Regions from separate parts of the Hordeum vulgare genome. Here region 1 is linked to region 2. The links are chromatin contacts, called in public HiChIP or PLAC-seq maps. All regions are on one chromosome and are shown on one strand. Each heading gives the region's core, a stretch centred on a gene start, on an enhancer-like site or on the middle of the called end of the contact. The rest is flanking DNA. Distances are from core to core; before and after follow the strand shown.

What was found. HiChIP or PLAC-seq counts read pairs in DNA pulled down with a chosen protein or histone mark.
Region 1: a contact with region 2 is called in an H3K4me3 HiChIP or PLAC-seq map of embryo, with 2.6 times the contacts expected there. The contact joins the promoter of LOC123424609 here to the promoter of LOC123424604 in region 2. A contact is called at or near these places in 1 of 6 Hi-C or Micro-C datasets (leaf) and 1 of 1 datasets of contacts at active chromatin or transcription factors (embryo).

What each region holds. Positions count from the first base shown.
Region 1 is chr2H:27,980,684-27,984,412 of MorexV3_pseudomolecules_assembly, reverse strand. LOC123424609 (probable inactive receptor-like protein kinase At3g56050) reads left to right here and starts at 1,653. Exons shown (of 6, transcript XM_045108250.1): 1 at 1,653-2,049; 2 at 2,160-2,226; 3 at 2,775-3,190; 4 at 3,277-3,467; 5 at 3,550-3,682. The coding sequence starts at 1,653.
Region 2 is chr2H:27,434,379-27,438,339 of MorexV3_pseudomolecules_assembly, reverse strand. LOC123424604 (importin-11) reads left to right here and starts at 2,319. Exons shown (of 24, transcript XM_045108246.1): 1 at 2,319-2,582; 2 at 2,743-2,852; 3 at 3,751-3,823; 4 at 3,922-3,961. The coding sequence starts at 2,442.

The DNA of each region.
Region 1 (3,729 bases), core at 404-2,903, 550 kb before region 2:
TGTGACGTTTTTCCATCAGGATATTTTTCTCCGTAGATGTTTGCAGTTGCACCTTGAGATATTTGATTCAGATTTTTGGTCTGGCTCAAAGATCGAGGCTGGGCAGACAAGTGCCGGATCACGAACGCGGTTTAGCTGCTGATGCAGGAGACATGACTGCATATGCACCATGTCATCTGATATTATATTTTTGTTGGCACGAACCTAGGACTCTCTCTCTTTCCTAAGATCAAAGATCGTGTCAGCGCCGAGACGACGCAAGATCAAGTATTTTATTTATCCTGCGCGGTCAGACGATGTAGCAGTACTACTAAAGTTAATCCACTCGTTAACGGTCGAGGGGGAGCAGGAACGGGTCACGGATAACCGGCTGCAGCACCACTTGATTGTAAAGTAATTCGGGGGGCAGTTGATGAGAGAGCGAAGGGATCACGTCCAAATAAGTGATCAATGCAGCATGTGAGTCTCGGTACTACTCCCTCTGTTCCTAAATATAAGTCTTTTAAGCGATTTCACTATGTGTCTACATACGGAGCAAAATAATTAAATGTATACTTTAAAATATGTCTATTAGTTTATATACATCCGTATGTAGTCCACTAATGAAATCTTTATAAAGATTTATATTTAAGAACGGAGGGAGTAGTTTATTTGCGGTTATTAAAGGAAAACACTGTTGCTAGTCACGGTCAACTGCTCTGCTTCTGGGTACTACCTCCCATACATGTAAACCAAATTACTACTACTACGAGGTGTATATGTAAGCTGCACCGAATCACCGAGCCGTCGTGCTTGGTCTCCCGGTCCGCATCACGCACGCACGCACCAGGATGAATTTCCACGCAATTTTCAAGGGGTGGCCAGCTCCGTCCATCTATTTTCCCTGGGAAAAACTTTCAAACTATTCATCAGTTGTCATGGCGGTAAAAATAACACAAGTAATAAAATTATTACATGTAGGTGGTCCGTTTAGCTCCCATCTAGATATAAATTAACTATAAGTTTTGCCGTTTACGCGAAGATTTTCAAAGGGGGTTTCACACCGCACCATTTCTTCATGTGCGGATCTATGCGGGTTTTTTCTTCTTCTTTTGTTTGATCGATCGCGGTTACATGAGATCTTGTACGTTCTCTAGATGAGAATCAGCAAGTCCGAATTGTCAAAAACTCTTCGCAGCTCATAGTCTGCACCGCTACTTGGCAGCAGGTATGTCTTGCCCAAACTCGACTCAAGACTTGTCGACACTTTGCGAACCATGAACCCATGATTCGCAAACCTTCTTCCTATCACTTGTCGACGCAGGCTCGGCCCGAGACTTTAAAAACTCTATACGAAACTTGAACCCGTGATTCGCAAATCTTCTCTCCTTCTTTTTCGCTCCTTTTGTCCTCCTTTGAAAGATTCTCCTTTCCATTTCCTTTGCTTCGCCTGAAAAAAGAAGAAGAAGCAAAACAATAAAATCAACAAAGCGAAGCATTCAAAACAGGGCATAAAACACACACACACACACACACACAAGAATCACAAAAAAGGGTTCACGCGTCCAACCTTTTTTTGTTGCCAGGCTTTAACAAGGAAACAATAGTAAGTAAGTAAGCAGGAAAGGAAGGAAGGCATTCATTTTCGTTGAGGAGAATGGAATGAATGACGCTTGTCCCCGAGCTGGCCGGTCTCTGTCGCCTACCTTTCCCTCGGCCGCGTCCAACTCCAACCCAACCTCTTCCCTCCCTCCACCGCTCACGCGTTTCCTCCCAGATCCCCCCACCCCCACCCTCTCCCCTCGCCACCAAACCAAACCCAGCTTCACCTTCACATTCCTCTTCTCTTCTCGCTCGGTCCCCGCGACTCGCTCCAGCCACATGCCACTGCCCCGCGCCCGCGCTCCTGCTCCTCTCGCCGCCGCTGCCGTTCCTCCCCACGACTGATGGGGGACCCGCGTCACCCGCCGCCTTCGCTCCACCGTCTTCTCCTGCCGCCGCCGCTGCTTCTGCTGCTGCTGGTGCTCGTCTCCGTCTCCGTCTCCTGCCCGCTCGTCCACGGCGCAGCAGGTCCCGCCTCCTTCTTGGTTTTTCGCTTTGCTTCTTTCTTTCTTCCTTCCTTCCTTCTGCCGAAGCGGGCGGGCTGATCTCGGGCGTGTCGTCCTTCTTTGTTTCTGCAGCGGGTGGAGGAGGGCCCGGTGCTCGGGAATGGAGCGCGGGCATGGAATCCGCTCCCGTTCAGCTCAGGTGAGCCTGCGAACCCGCGGCGCCCTTGCTGATTTTAGTACTGCTGCTATGCTCGTTAGTCATGGAGATCGGGAGGGCTGGAATTTTCTGGGATTTTTTGTTTTGTTTTGAGGGGGAGCGTATGCAACTGTATAACTGTAGTTTGGCTTTGCCTGGTGGTGTTGGTTGGTGTGGTGATTCGGCAATCATTCGAAGCGGCCTGGCTTATCGGCCGGTGGTTAGGTGGAGCCGAGTTGTTATGACTTTGGTTGAAAGGTGGCGCCGTGGCGCAAATCTGCGGGGAGGGAGGGCATGTTTCTGCCTGCCTGCCTGCCTGATTGATCGAATCATCTCTCTTCTGGTAGTAGAGTAATCAATCATGCCGGCATCTGAAACGGGTTAACAAATCTGAACTCGCACTGTTCTTTGTTTTGTAATAATAATAACATACAGCTGTTGTTACATCTGGAAATGTCACCATGAGTGGAATTTACTTATGATGATCAAAGTGTTTCTTACTCAAGTTGATATGTTTCTCCGTTTTGCTTCATGTGCTGTTGAAACATCAGGAATTCGCACCCGAGAAGGCTGCTACAGATACACTTCCCACCATTTCTCCTGCCACCGACTCGAGCTCCTGACCACAACAAGGGCAGGCATCGCGCAGGAGCACCATCGCCTGCTCCGTCGCCCTCGCCGTTCATCGCCCCGCCTAAGGCATCACCATCTCCATCGCTAGCCCCTCCACAATCGGTCAGGCCTCTGCCTTCCGCCCCACAGCCAAGCCATGATCCTCGGGTTGATGCCCCAGTCAACGCTGTTCATAAGCATTCCTGGAGAGCCTACGGTTTGGTCACGGCAGGTGGTGCGGCCTTCCTTGTCATGACTGCGGCATTTGCTGTATACTGCCGGGCGAAGAAAGTCGGTACTGTGAGGCCTTGGGTAACAGGGTTAAGCGGGCAACTGCAGCGAGCCTTCGTGACAGGTATCCTTCATGCTATGTGTGCATATCTGTTATCATATATTTTGTTCTTTGGTTGCACCTTAACACATGATCAATCATGCTTCCAGGTGTGCCTTCGCTGAAACGGTCAGAGCTGGAGGCAGCCTGCGAGGATTTCAGCAATATAATTGGTTCTACGGCTAACTGCATGTTGTATAAGGGAACATTATCAAGCGGGGTTGAAATAGCAGTTGTGTCAAGTTTAATATCATCTAAGAATGATTGGTCAAAAGAATGTGAATCCCAGTACAGGAAAAAGGTAACCTGCCGTTAATCTCCTTTATATGCACACTATTTTTCTTTTGCGAAATACACATTGACTGAAATGGCTGTGGTCTCAGATCTCAAGTTTATCCAAAGTGGGCCACAAGAACTTTATAAACCTGCTTGGCTACTGTGAAGAAGAAAATCCTTTCACCAGAGCTATGGTGTTTGAATATGCTCCAAATGGGACTCTTTTCGAGCATCTCCATGGTAAGTGTGTACATAATATATCCTTTTAGTTTTCTCTCTGTCAACAG
Region 2 (3,961 bases), core at 1,070-3,569:
AGTATTAAAAATTTTGATATTAAAAATGGTGATTCGTGGTATTGAAATTGTAGGCGAACACGAGGAGGCTCTCTTCCCGCAAAAAAAGAACACGAGGAGGCTCTCTCTGGGCACATGCATGAACGGGGCACCACACGACTCGTGACTCACGAGGAGGCCTTTCCGTGCAAGCAGTGTAAGTACCGAACTAGTACGACGTCGCGGTCCCTCGTTCCCGTAGCAAGTATCAACCGCGTGCAGGGAAAGTCACGAGCCTGTACGATCCATCTCGATAAAAAAAACGGCAACGTAAACTGATCGAATACGTCCCTGTTCCAACGTAAACGAATCGATCTTTCTCTGTTTCTCATTGCGTCCCAAACTTCCGCAGCCAATATAATAAACCTCGCGGTCTCGGCGCAAGATCCGGCCAGCGTCTTGGCAAAAAGCACCGATCGACCGATCTGTATCGTCCATGGCGTCGCCATGGCCCGAGCTCCCATGGGACCTCATGGGGCAGCTCATCGCTCGCCTCCCGTTCCCCAACGACCGCGCTCGGTTCCGGGCGGTGTGCCGATCGTGGCGCTCGGCGGTGCGCCGCCACGGTCATCAACAGCTAGTTGTTCAGCCCGAAGGCAGCTTCATGACTCTGTCCGACGGCCGCTTTTATCCCCTGCCTTCCTTCCCACACGACACAATCTGCATCGGCTCCACCGACGATTGGATTGCCCTTCGCCACCACGACCACGTCGACGGACGCAACTTCCTCTTACACAATCCTTTTTTGAACAAAAGTGTTCCCCTTGAACTCGACGCCGTCATCGCCAAGGCTACCGAAGTCCGCAAGGTGCTTGTGCGGTCTACCACCACAGGCGACCTGATCGTGGCCATCCTGACGAACAATATCAGGCGTTCATTCATCTTGAGTCATGGAGGGAAGGACGTTTGTTCGCCCGGGCCGTGGGCTCTTATTTATCTATACATCATCGACATTGCCTTCGTCGGAGACAAACTCTACGCTCTCACCTAGGATGAGAACCTCTTTCCGATTCATATGTGCTTGGATGGCGACGGTAAGCTCATGGTTGCCGTTGGCAGACGCGTCGTAAGCCAACCAATAAGTCATTATGGCTATCATGGATGGAGCGACTTTGAGGACGAGGAGGAGGATGATGATGATGATGAGAGGAAGCAGCGGGAGCATCAGACGAGGAGGCAGCTAGGACATTCAATGTGGGTGTAGCTGAAACATCAAATGAGAAGGCGGTGGGAGCATCTGATGAGGAGACAATGAAGGCATTCAGTGAGTATGATGATGATGAGGTAGCGAAAAAAATAGATGAAGATGCATCAAGGACATCAGGCAAAGATGCAACTCTGCCATTACATGATGATGTTGATGAAGAATGGGGCACAACAACATCAGAAAACGAGAATGTCATATACGAGGAGGAGTATGACGAGCCATGCGAGAGGGATGAGAATGCTATAAACGATGCTTTTGACTATGTGTACGATGACGCGACCCACGGATCCAAGGCTCTCACCAGCATTGTACGCTACCTTGTAGAGTCTCGCGGAAAGTTGCTCATGGTGAAACATTATATGCAATTAACCACGCCTATTGGTTTGCCGACACGTTTTACTTGTCAGGCAGAGGTTTTCGAGGCGAATGCAGACACATGGGTTCCGATGACCGATGGACTTGATGGTGACCAGGCGCTCTTTGTCAGCATGCGCTTCTCGAAGTCGGTTCCCGCACCTTGGGGTAATGTGGAGAAGGATTGCATTTATTTTGTCAACACCGGCGAAGTCTTCAATATGAGGTCCAACACTTGCAGTCCGGTAAGATGGGAAGTCGCTGTTTCATCTGGAACTTGGGTCTTTCCTCCGGAGTTGGTGGTTTAACACGTGGGCTTGTAAGCGACAAAGGCGTTTTGTTGTAACAGGGGTGCGCATTGAGCTAGTTGATGGATACGTCTCGTTTTTATTTCCGTTCTTGAGTTAGTTTGAGACACTCTATATTTTAATTTTCATATAGTATTATTATTTTTGTAATCACGGAATAAACATATATATATATTGATTTGTTATATGTGTCAAAACCTTACTTCCTTCGTTTCATAATATGTAAAATCGTTTTATATTATGAGACGGACTGAGTATTTCTTTTGATGGAAACTGGCGTGAATCAGAGCATACGTCATGCGGCCACGGACGGTGAGCAGCTGAAAGCGTATTTCCGAAACGAAAACGTAAGCTTAAGAGTACGTATTACGGAAGAGTAGACGTCTTCTGCCGTCCAGGAGGTCCCAGGCCTCCTCAGCCTTCTTCCGCACCCTTTCTTCCCTTGTTCCGCTCGCAACCCCACGCGACCTTCCTTCCTCTCCGATCATTCCTTCCCAGTCACCGCCGCCGCCGCCGCCCTCCCCGTCGGTGTCCGCGGCTGGTCGGAGGACAGCATGGCCCTCTCCGCCGGCGACGTGCCGACCATGTACGCGGTCCTCGCCAACTCGCTCAGCGCCGACGAGGCGACGCGGCACCCCGCGGAGTCGGCCCTCGCGCAGTGCGAGCCCCGCCCCGGCTTCTGCTCCTGCCTCCTGGTAAGCCGCCCCATCCCCGCCCCTCCCGCCCCTCATTCGCTTCGCGGGGAATGGGCTCTAGGGCTTTTCCTCCTCCCGGGCCTACCCCGATCTACGGGCGATTGGGGGGCGGTGCCATGGGGTTCGAGCGTGCTGACTCGCTGATCTGGTGCTTCTGCAGGAGATCATCTCCGCCAGGGGCTCGTCCTGCCGCGAGGACGTGCGCCTGCTCGCCACGGTTTATTTTAAGAACAGCATCAACCGCTACTGGCGGACTCGCCGGGATTCCTAGTGAGACTCTCTGTTCAGCTCCGTTGGTTCATTATGAAGCATCGAGTGTTTTTTCCAACTTCCTTTTGCTGACAGTAGTGACAATGTGCGGTAGAATATTATCATGCTGCGATTTAGGCTCTGCCTAAGTTTGTTACTGTCAGCACGGTGGTGTTAGAATGATTGTATTGCGTTAATGTTAATGTTCGATGCAGTTTTCCTAGTGTCATTGACAGTCCTAGCATAATAATAATACCATGGAACAAAATAGCTGAGGGTTTCCTGCAGGAAGGAACAATAGCTGATCCACTACAGTATCAATTTTATTCGAGATCACCTCTCTATGGAGTGAATTTGTTGAGAATAGCATCAACCACTGTTGGTGGACTCGCCCGGATTCCTAGTCACCCTCTGTTCAGTACCATTGGTTAATTATGATTCCTCGAGTGTATTGTATGACAGCAATGACAATGTGCGTTAGAACGTCATACTGTGACCGAGGCCATCTGGCTCTGCCTACGCTTCTTATTGTTAGTATGGTGGTGTTAGAATAATTGTATTGCTTTAATGTCGAATGTCCTTGTCAAGTCCTAACTTAAACTATGGAATTGTGGCTGATGGTGTCCAACAGGAAAGAACAGTAGTAGCTGATCCTCACTCAAAAAAGAACAAAGAAAAAGAAACAGTAGCTGATCCACTGTCATATTAGTTTCGTTATGGATCACCTCTCTATGGAGTAAATTATGACTTTAGATTTGTTTATAAGCCTATCTCTGCACATCCGAAGTAGATTTTCTGCTGTTACTTTTATTTTGATAATTTATAATGTTGCAAGTTTCTGGTACATAATCACTTGACACCTTGTTAAAAAACTCTGACATGTTAGATATCACTTATCGGTTTGAATTATCTTTTGTAGTGGAATTAGCAATGAGGAGAAGGACCACCTTCGTAAAAATCTCTTGTTAAACATACGAGAGGAGAATAACCAGGTGCAAACTAGATAATGTGTATGATATGTGATCTTATGATATCAAACGCATAATCATGTGTATTAATGCGAGTATGTTATCTTAATGTCGTAATGTAGATTGCACTTCAGCTAGCTGTACTAATCTCGAAGATTGCAC